2 separate regions of the Rattus norvegicus genome follow, and region 2 is linked to region 1. A link is a contact called in public Hi-C data. All regions are on one chromosome and are shown on one strand. Each heading gives the region's core, a stretch centred on a gene start, on an enhancer-like site or on the middle of the called end of the contact. The rest is flanking DNA. Distances are from core to core; before and after follow the strand shown.

Evidence for each region. A called contact is a pair of places that touch in the nucleus more often than the background predicts.
Region 2: a Hi-C map of psoas muscle shows a contact between it and region 1, with 1.5 times the contacts expected there. The contact joins two enhancer-like sites. A contact is called at or near these places in 5 of 12 Hi-C or Micro-C datasets (Schwann cells, kidney, mammary epithelial cells and 1 more).

Annotation. Positions count from the first base shown.
Region 1 is chr3:39,401,131-39,405,762 of GRCr8, reverse strand. The region is part of intron 2 of Dab2ip (DAB2 interacting protein); the gene reads right to left. Among named protein-coding and RNA genes, the nearest start is that of Dab2ip, 91 kb to the right of the region's middle. Within about 2 kb of position 3,287, at least 2 of the 93 cell types and tissues checked have an H3K27ac peak or open chromatin away from gene starts, as enhancers often do.
Region 2 is chr3:39,448,341-39,452,723 of GRCr8, reverse strand. The region is part of intron 3 of Dab2ip (DAB2 interacting protein); the gene reads right to left. Among named protein-coding and RNA genes, the nearest start is that of Dab2ip, 140 kb to the right of the region's middle. Within about 2 kb of position 2,798, at least 23 of the 93 cell types and tissues checked have an H3K27ac peak or open chromatin away from gene starts, as enhancers often do.

The sequences.
Region 1 (4,632 bases), core at 2,038-4,537:
TCAAGTGGCCCAGAAGCCTGAAAGCCACAATTCTAGACAAACCCTAGGCTAGAGTTTCAGGAGCTCCACTCTACCAGGGTTCCTTCCCTTGCATTCGACTCTCATCCTTGTACCCCGGCCTCAGGGCTAAGATCCCATGGCCAGGCTGGTCTCCTAGTGAATACAGACCTTCCCCGTCCTGTGTGAGCAAATGCTCTTAGCAAGGTCACCCAGCAGAGTGGCCTGCGCTTCACTCTCAGTACCCCTGTTAACCACAGGACAGGAACTGGCCCAGCACACACGATTCATGAAGCTGCTACCAGCTTTCCGAAAGCCTCACAACCCACCATGCAGATGGGAAATTCGAGGCTCAGAGAGGACAAACCTTGCTTAGGGTCACACAGCCAAGGAACAGCAGTGTTGAGTTCAGCCTGTGTAGGCCACTCCGCAACCACCCACGAGGCCCTGAACAAGCACCTTAGCCGTTCTGTGACACAGTTTCTTCATTCCTACAATGAAAAGGTTGTTCTAGACGCTAGCTAACCTCTAAACCCTCTGTTTCTTGGGCACATTCCTCCACCATACCAGTGGGAATTCATTTGCTGTGATAACAAAGGAAAGAGACCTTTTGGGAACAGTGGGTAACCCTAAGATGGTCAGATAGTCCTAGCCTCCCACACACCCAACAGTCTGGGCTAGCCCCAGGGCAAGGCAGGGAAAAGTGCTAACCAATGGGGAACAACCAAACTGCAAGGGCAGCAACACCCCTGAGCCCCAAGGCAGCGGGCATGACTAAGTGCCTTCTCACTAGGAAAACAGACACAGTTGAATACGACACCACAGGCATTGTCCTCCTATAATTTGGCAGTTGCAGGCTGCACTGACCTGGGAGTCCTGGCCTCAGAAGGCTGAGACGCAGAGACAAGTCTAGGCAAGGGCTGCTGGGCTGCTGGGGCTCCTAGGATCTGGCTGACCAGTCAGAGTTTTCATCTCAGTCAGAGTTGGTAGTCACAGTGGCCTCACACATAGAATGAAGGGTCCTCAGGTTTGAGGAGGCAGCTGCTCCCCACTTCATCCCCATCTAATTAATTTGCTCCTACTGCCTCCCCCTCCCCTTCACGCCAGCAGCCCCTAGCAGGTGCCTAAGGCAGGCACTGAGGATTCCAAGGAATCTGAAGCTGGCCCTGCCCTTGAGAAGGTCATGATGAGCTGGTGGAAGAGAGGCACACAGCGGATCGTTAGTGACAGAGCGGAGAAGGAGAAGGACATGAGGCTCATATCCTGAAGTCGGGGAGGGAATGTCTGCCCAGGAAGGCCAAAGCAAAGGACGGAAGGCTGGCAAAAAGATTAACCAGTACAAAGGCAGAGGCTGAGGCAGGCCTGCGAGGACCTGGATGCCTGGATGCCAGTGGGTGGAGAAATGGATCCACCCACTCCCACGAGAGGCCATCTAAGGCGCTAGGGCAGGGGAGGGGCATGGCTCCTCTCAGACGCTCCACAAGTAATTCTACAGGCAGTGGTTCATCGAGATGTTAGACTTGTGTAGGAAACACATGTCAGAATCCGCCACCTCCACAGAAGGCCTCCTGGCTTCAGAAACCATTCCTGCCCAAGGACTCACATGTAATTACATCTGTAATCCAAACCCAGTGCCACGTGCTCACTTTGTATTCACAGCAGGAAAAAGTGTGTTCAGGGGTGGAGGGATGTGGTTCCTTTGGCACAGTGCTTGCCCAGCCTACACAAAGCCTGTAGTTTGATTCCCCAGTACTGTATAAACCAGGCATGAGGGTGTATGCCTGTCCTCTTAGCACTTAAGAAGTGAGGCAGAAGACCAAGAGCCCAAAAAAGAAAGGGCACGGGGCTCGGGAGATGCCTGTCAGGAAAGTATATGCCACACAAAAATGAGAACCTAAGTCTAATCCCTAGAGGCCATGAGAGGAAGAAAAAAAAAAAGTCAGGCTCAGTGGCACATGCTGGAAAAGTAGAGACAGACACACCCCCGGGGCTCACTAGCTAGTCAGCTTAGACCCCAGTAAACTCCAGGCTAATAATGAGAGAGAGAGACCCTATGTCTCAGGGACAGGAAGTGAGGGGAGAGCAGGAGAGAAGGGAGAGAAGCTGAGAAGGGATCTCAAAGTCAACACGCATGTGCAAGCACACAAACACTGATGGATACACACATGTGCAAGCACACAAACACTAATGGATACACACATGTGCACACACACAAACATTAATGAATACACACATGTGCACACTAATGGATACACACATGTGCACAGACACAAACACTAATGCATGCATACACACACACACACACACACAGAGCCAGCTGAACCCTATCTCCATCTAGGGTCCTGATCCAGGAAGGGGACAGGGCCTGCAGGACCACAGGGTGGGTACAAAGAACCTCTCAGGCACCTGCTGCCCATGTGCTGAGCCGGCGAAGGCAGGAGAAGGCAGCATGGATTCTGATGTCAGCCCTGACCCTTCCTAACTGTGTAACCCAGAACAGTGTGCCTCCTCTCTGTGAGTCTGGCACTCCTCCTCCATGAGGAGGAGACTAATAAATGACACTGGCTAGCACAGAGTGGCCACAGGCAGCTAGCAAGGTCCATGAAGCCTTCTGCATCCAAGTGCTGGAAGGAGGCAGCGTTAGCGGGCCCTTCTCTTTGTTCAATGTAGTCATCTTGGAAAGTGAAATGTGTGTGGCCTAGGGTTGTAAGGAGGAAATGAACACTACTGCAGTCTGCCCCAGGGAGCTGCAAAAAAACAGGTTTATGATTCTCTACCATATAGTCCCTATGGTCAGCCATGCTGAGCTAGGGACCCTGTGCAGAGGACCTGGCCTATCATCTGCCTTACTTGGGATGCCCTCCTATTCCCTCCCAAAGTAGTGGGAAAGCTAACAAGGAGCCCAGGGGGTCTGCAGATAGTTCAGTATGGCAGGATCTAAATATTTGGTATCCCCCGCCTGGTGACTGCAGGGCCCTAACCCTTCCTGTCAACTCACACTAGCCCCTCACTCTGAGCCTTTCCTGATACAAGCCTGCTGTGGCCCCAAACCTTGGTCCTCCAAGGACCCCAAAGATCAAAGCAGAGGTCCAGGTGTCTGAAGAACTCAGGCCAAGCCAGCTCAGCCAGCCCCAACCGTCATTAGTCAACTGGATGCTCCTTGACCAGTGTTACTGTCACCACAGCTCATCCTGCAGCCTTCATACCTCAATGGCTCTCTGTGGCCATAGGTACAAACTAGGACTTCAGCTCTCACTGCGGAAAGTCACCCAGATGTCCACTTGCTGCCCTCTGCTGCCCCCCGCTGGTAGGAAAACACCCTGCAGACTGGCCAGCTCTGTCCCTCTTACTGTCCTCTTAGAACACTAGCTCTGGTTCCCTAAGCCTCTTACTCTCTCACCTCTCTCCAACTCCAGGTCCTGGCAGCACCTCAGCGCTCAGTCAAGGATGCTGACGCTTTGGGGCAGTGAGAGACAGTGCGAAGGGGAGAGACAGGCCCCACCACCTGGGGTTCTGGGGAAAGTAGGGGAAGCGTTTACCCTAAAACACAAGCAGCAAGGGTTAGACACTGAGTGGCTAAATGTCGACCTGCAAGCTTACGAGCCCTCACAGCTGCCCTGTTTGGAAATGAAGAAAGCGGTCTGGAGACAGGTGACTTGCCCACCGAGGGGAGCAGTGGCCAAGAATCAGATGGGCTCCTTACCAGGTGCTCTGTCGGGAGAAGTCAGCACTATCTTCCCGGAGCACACACAGGTGGAGAGGAAAATCCCTCAGACCACTCCATCTCCCAAGCCCCAGTCTCTGACCCCTGCATGCCATCCCGAGCGAGAAAACCTAAAGGAGCCTGAGACACAGGCTGAGAAGCAGCCTTCACACCTTAGCCGTCACAAGGGAGGGTCTGGCAGAGAACAGGGGACACTCTGGAAGTTTCTAGAACTGAAAAGGTAGTACGGAACTGTGCTTCTTCTCCTCCCTCTCCATGTTCCTATCCAGCTGCCCGAGGCTGGGCTACTGCTTCCTTAACTGAGCAAGCAGACCCTGACGAGGACATCTTAGCTCAAGGGATGGAGGGTGAGGTGAGAACAGCAGTTGGCCTGATCCTTTAACCCACCCTGAATCCCTGATCTGTCCAAATCTGTCTACTGATGGCACCCTGACTCCCTGCCTGAGCCCAAGTACCGACAGTCTCATCCGCCTCATGGTCCTGGCCCCTTGTTCATTCAGACAGGAGACTGCTACTGTCCCCCAGCCCTGCCCCATCCTGAACAACTCCAGCATCTGGTGCTCTGACCGAATTCCCTCTCTAGAAAAGGACCTCCCCCCACAGAAGGCGCACACGCTGAGAATGGCAGACTCTCCGACCAACTCACCCACCTTCTGCACGTCTGTTCACACGTGGGGAGACTACAGGAGTAGGGAGATGACAGAGCAGCTGAAAGTCTCAAGGGGGCACCCCAGAAACCACCACCCTTAGCCGCCATCCCCTATAGCAGCTCCCCGCATCCTATATAGGAGGAAGTGCAAAAGCTTCTGTGCTCTCACTGAAGCCCCTCGCATTTCTCCCTCAGCTTTTCTTTCATGCTTCCAACACTCCAAGCAGGACCACTGGTTTGTTCATGCTTGGTTATGTCTTCC
Region 2 (4,383 bases), core at 1,549-4,048, 47 kb before region 1:
CAAGGCCCTTGCCAAGGTGTTCTTGACTCTGTAAGTGGGCTCAGTGGACCACAGGTATGCCCAGGGACATACCTAGGTGTCCCTTTAGTCTGGTGTGGGATAGTTACTGATTGCCTCCCAACCCTGCCACAAATACTTCCCAGAGCAGCCTCCATGGCCTTGGAAATAAGAATGCTTGTAGAGAATGATCATAAAATAAAAATCAAGACTCAGCTAAAAGGGGAGTGTTCCCATCCCATAGAAAGCAGCTTACCTTGACTAACCCAGTCTACAGGCCTTCACCTCTGGGAGGCCGTCCTTCCTTATGATGGAAAATGGGAATGCACACAGCCTCATCTTCTCTACCTAAGACCCAGGTGCCACTCCATGCGGTTGGCTGTTTGCATCAGAGTGACAGTTAACCTGAGGACTGTTGTCCTCTCCAACCCATTAGGCCATTCTTTTGATACCTAGTTAAATGTACTGATCTCATGCAGATCAGACTCGGGCATGGATGCACATGCAATCCTAGAACCTGGAAGGCAGAGGCAGGACCAAGAGCCCAAGGACAGGCTCTACCACATAGAAAGTTCAACAACAAAAACCAATAAGCAAAATGCCGTGACATGAGCCAAACTAGTAAGCCAAGTGTTGCTTGCCGTTTGGGCCCTGTTGTTGCTGAACAAATTACCCAACAGCGTGTTGTAGGCCTGCAGGCCTGTAGTCAGCCCTGGTGGCCTCCATGCCCTGCCTTATTCTAGGCCTCCCTGTCAACTTCTCTGCTGCTCCTGGTTTCTCCCTGGTCCACTGACATTCCTAAAGGCCTTTCTCTACTTGGTCCAGATCTATCCTCCCTGTTTCTACAGCAAGGCTCCCAAAAAAACATTCTCTGACAAACGATTCCAGACAGCGGCACCCCTCATCCAAATAGGATCAAAAGGACAGGTCACTTTGGATAGACACTTGAAGATTTCTTTTTTTTTTTAATTTATTTATTTATAAGTACACTGTAGCTGTCTTCAGACACACCAGAAGAGGCCATCAGATCCCATTACAGATGGTTGTGAGCCACTATGTGGTTGCTGGGATTTGAACTCAGGACCTCTGGAAGAACAGTCAGTGTTCTTAACTGCTGAGCCACCTCTCCAGCCCCGAAGATTTCTATTTATGGAGGACACATGTTGAATAAGCACGTACACTGAGCTGCCAGCTCTAAGCAGTATAGCCACCACCAGGGATGGACGGCTTTTTGGCCACACAAGTTCCATGTCAGCACCCTCTAGGAGACAGAAGCAGCAGACACAGTGGGGAAGGAGCGGACTAAAGGAAATGTGGGCCAGCCTTATCACCTATCAAATGGGCTACCCTGTGGTTACACTGCATTGGTACCTACCCTTTCTGAGCAAGAATATAATAGCTGAATGCCTCCCTTTTATATCATCCTTGAGCCTGCCGACCTCCAGAGAGCAACAGAGCTACCAGGCCTCAAACTACAACAGCAGGAGGCAGCCAGGAGCATCATGAGTAGCAAATCAGTAAGAGGACAGCTACCAGCAAGCCATGCTCCTACACTACAAGCAAGGCTAGAATCTCAGGAGAAAAAACATGTCAAAGAAAAGCAGGGGGTGCTCTCAAGTCCCCACGTAGCCATCTGTTGCTAAGCCACACACTTAGGTAGTACACCAACCACTGGCTTCACATCCCTTTTGATTCTGATGTACCTGACTATGGTTAAGGAAACAGAGGACTGGAGATGGCCATCACAGTCCCTCTTTTTCCCACACTAGGGGCTGGATACACTCGCATGGTCATTTTGCCATCTGGTCCAAGGAATCCCAGCAGATCAAACCGACCCCCTTAAAGCAGGTGTGTGTGCACCAGGCCAGGAACTGGGCCAGCTCAACCCTTCCAGTAACCACTCTATGGGGCAGTTCACCTTTGCTCATGGTGAGCCACTCCTGGTAGGCCTGCTCATTTCCTGTCTGAGCCCTGTTCAGTGGTCACTCGTCCAGCACAGTGGCACACACTTGTAATCCTAGCACTCAGAAGGCTGAAGCAGGAGAATTAAGTTTCAGACTAGCCTAGAATTATAGGCTACAGAGCAAGATGCTTTTGTAAAAAGAAAGAAAAAAAAATGAAGAAAGAAAGAAAGAGAGAGAGGGGGAGGGAGGGAGGGAGGGAGGGAGGGAGGGAGGAAGGAAGGAAGGAAGGAAGGAAGAAAGAAAGAAAGAAAGAAAGAAAGAAAGAAAGAAAGAAAGAAAGAAAGAAAGAATCAAACATAGATCCTACCATTTCCATAGGCCTCTCCAATTCACACTGAAAACTGACTTTAGCCAATGTCACAGTTCATAGGCACCACCGGGGCAGGGGAGGCTTGGGTATAAGAGCTCCAATCCCAAACTCTTCTCTGCTTGTCTGCTGATGCATCGGGTTCACCAACCCTACAGAAACCGTGTACTGAAATGTACCAACTGTCAAGTAACTATAGGAACTTCAGGTAATAGCAGGGCCCTGGCCTGTCACCTGGTGATCCTGTCTGGAACATGGTGAAGGCATCTTGCAGGCTGTCTTACCTGCCCCTAGTACAGTAACAAGTAAGAACCAAGAAGGCTCCCCCTGAAGACTACCACAGCAACAGACCTGGTTTCTGACAACCTCTCCAGCTGTAGCCAACACTCTTAGCACCAGACAGCACAGGAGTCAGGCAGAAGGGAGGTGAGCAACCACAAGTCTGCTGGAGGGGAGGCGGTAAGGCCCAAGCGCAGCTCCACCCAGCCCAGCTGGACAACCAGAGCAAAGGCCAGACTCCAGAGAGCAGAATGCTGCAAGCAGTTCCTGCTTCCCCTGTTCACAGGCCATGGGGCCTGCAGAGAGCAGCACTGCCACCCTCATCACTGAACTAACAGCAGCAGCAGTGGTGGCAGCATCACCATTCCCCCCACTTGCTGGTCTCCTGCTTGAGCCAGACCTATCCAACTGCTTCCAAGTTCCGTGCTGGTAGTGACTATCTGGGTAGAGCTGCCATTACTGGAAACGTGAGTCCCTCGCAGGCCGGGCACCTGTGACAACCACTCCATCTAGTACTGGTAGCAGCCCCTCCCTGGGCCCAGGAGGATTAACTGGCCCCCTTCTGCTCAGCCTCTACCAAGGCCACTCACCATGCCTGAACAGAGCTGCTGGTTTCACCAGGCTGGGGACAGAGGCTAGCCTAGCCACCTAGCCACTGGCTGTTTCCCGTCAAACTCAGTCCAGCTCTGTGCTGTATTTCTAGACACAGCACTCTGGTCCTACCCACTGGGACCAACCATGGCTAGCTAGTTAAACAAAAAGCAATGTTCCAACTCTCTGTAATGTTCTCTTAAAGGGCCAGTGTCCCAAGTCTGTGAGACCTTAAAGCTACAGATCCCTTTTTCTTTACAGGAAGCAGGAAAAGTGAAACAGCCCATGAGTCATCATCAGATTATGGGCCTTCGGCTTCTAACAGAGACTTCAGGCAAAGTTTCTAAGAGTCAAAATCTGAATTTCACTTAAAGGTTCCAAAGCATGTGAAACAGAAACAGTAAAACTAATTCTCATGTAGAGACTATAAATGGGGGGGGAACACTGCCAGTTCTGGAAAATCATGGCTTACCAGGGCCAAGACTTAGCACTCCGAGCACTGCCTGCTTTACTCCCCAGGACGGCAGCACCAGCATCCAACTCCCAAATGGACAAGCTGAGGTCAAGAGAAAGACAGCTTCTCCAGGATTCCACAGCACAATTCTGCTCACAGGCCCGTGTCAGCTGAGGACCCCCCACCCCTGCAGTAGCAGCTCCCTTCCAAAAGACCAACTTTCTCTTGCCCCAGCCTTAGGTCCCACAAGATTCACATTCTTCAATATCTTTCTCTTCCACTAAGACAAGATGGCACCAATCGTGTTTCTACAGTGCCTGGCCACTGGGCTTTCAGGCTGAGCCATACAACCCTCAAGTCTCTTCTGTCACATCCTCTACCTTACCCTAGACCCCAAAGGAGGTGAATGCCAGGAGTCATGAAGGGGAAGAGGATGGGTGCAGGCTCTGCAGATGCATGACACTCTCACAGACCCCCCAGTTACTCCACAAACACGTTGTGTGGATAGAGCAAGAGGAGAGCGCCAAGACTCAGACACAGAGTATGCTCATAGGGATGGAGGGGAGCCACAGAACGGGGGTTCTTCTGCATCCCCCAAGCTTGAGCAAGGGAAGAGGGAGGGAAAGATGTTGGACTGTCTGGCCCTGAGTGTCTGGGTTTAGTGGCTGCTGCATGCCTCACCTTGGCCAGGTGGAAGCCTCGGCCCAACACCACACAGGGCTCAGTCCTGAGGACCTAACTTCACTCTTCGTAGAATCTGGAAGTAAGCCTGAGGGTCTGCAGCTGTCTGC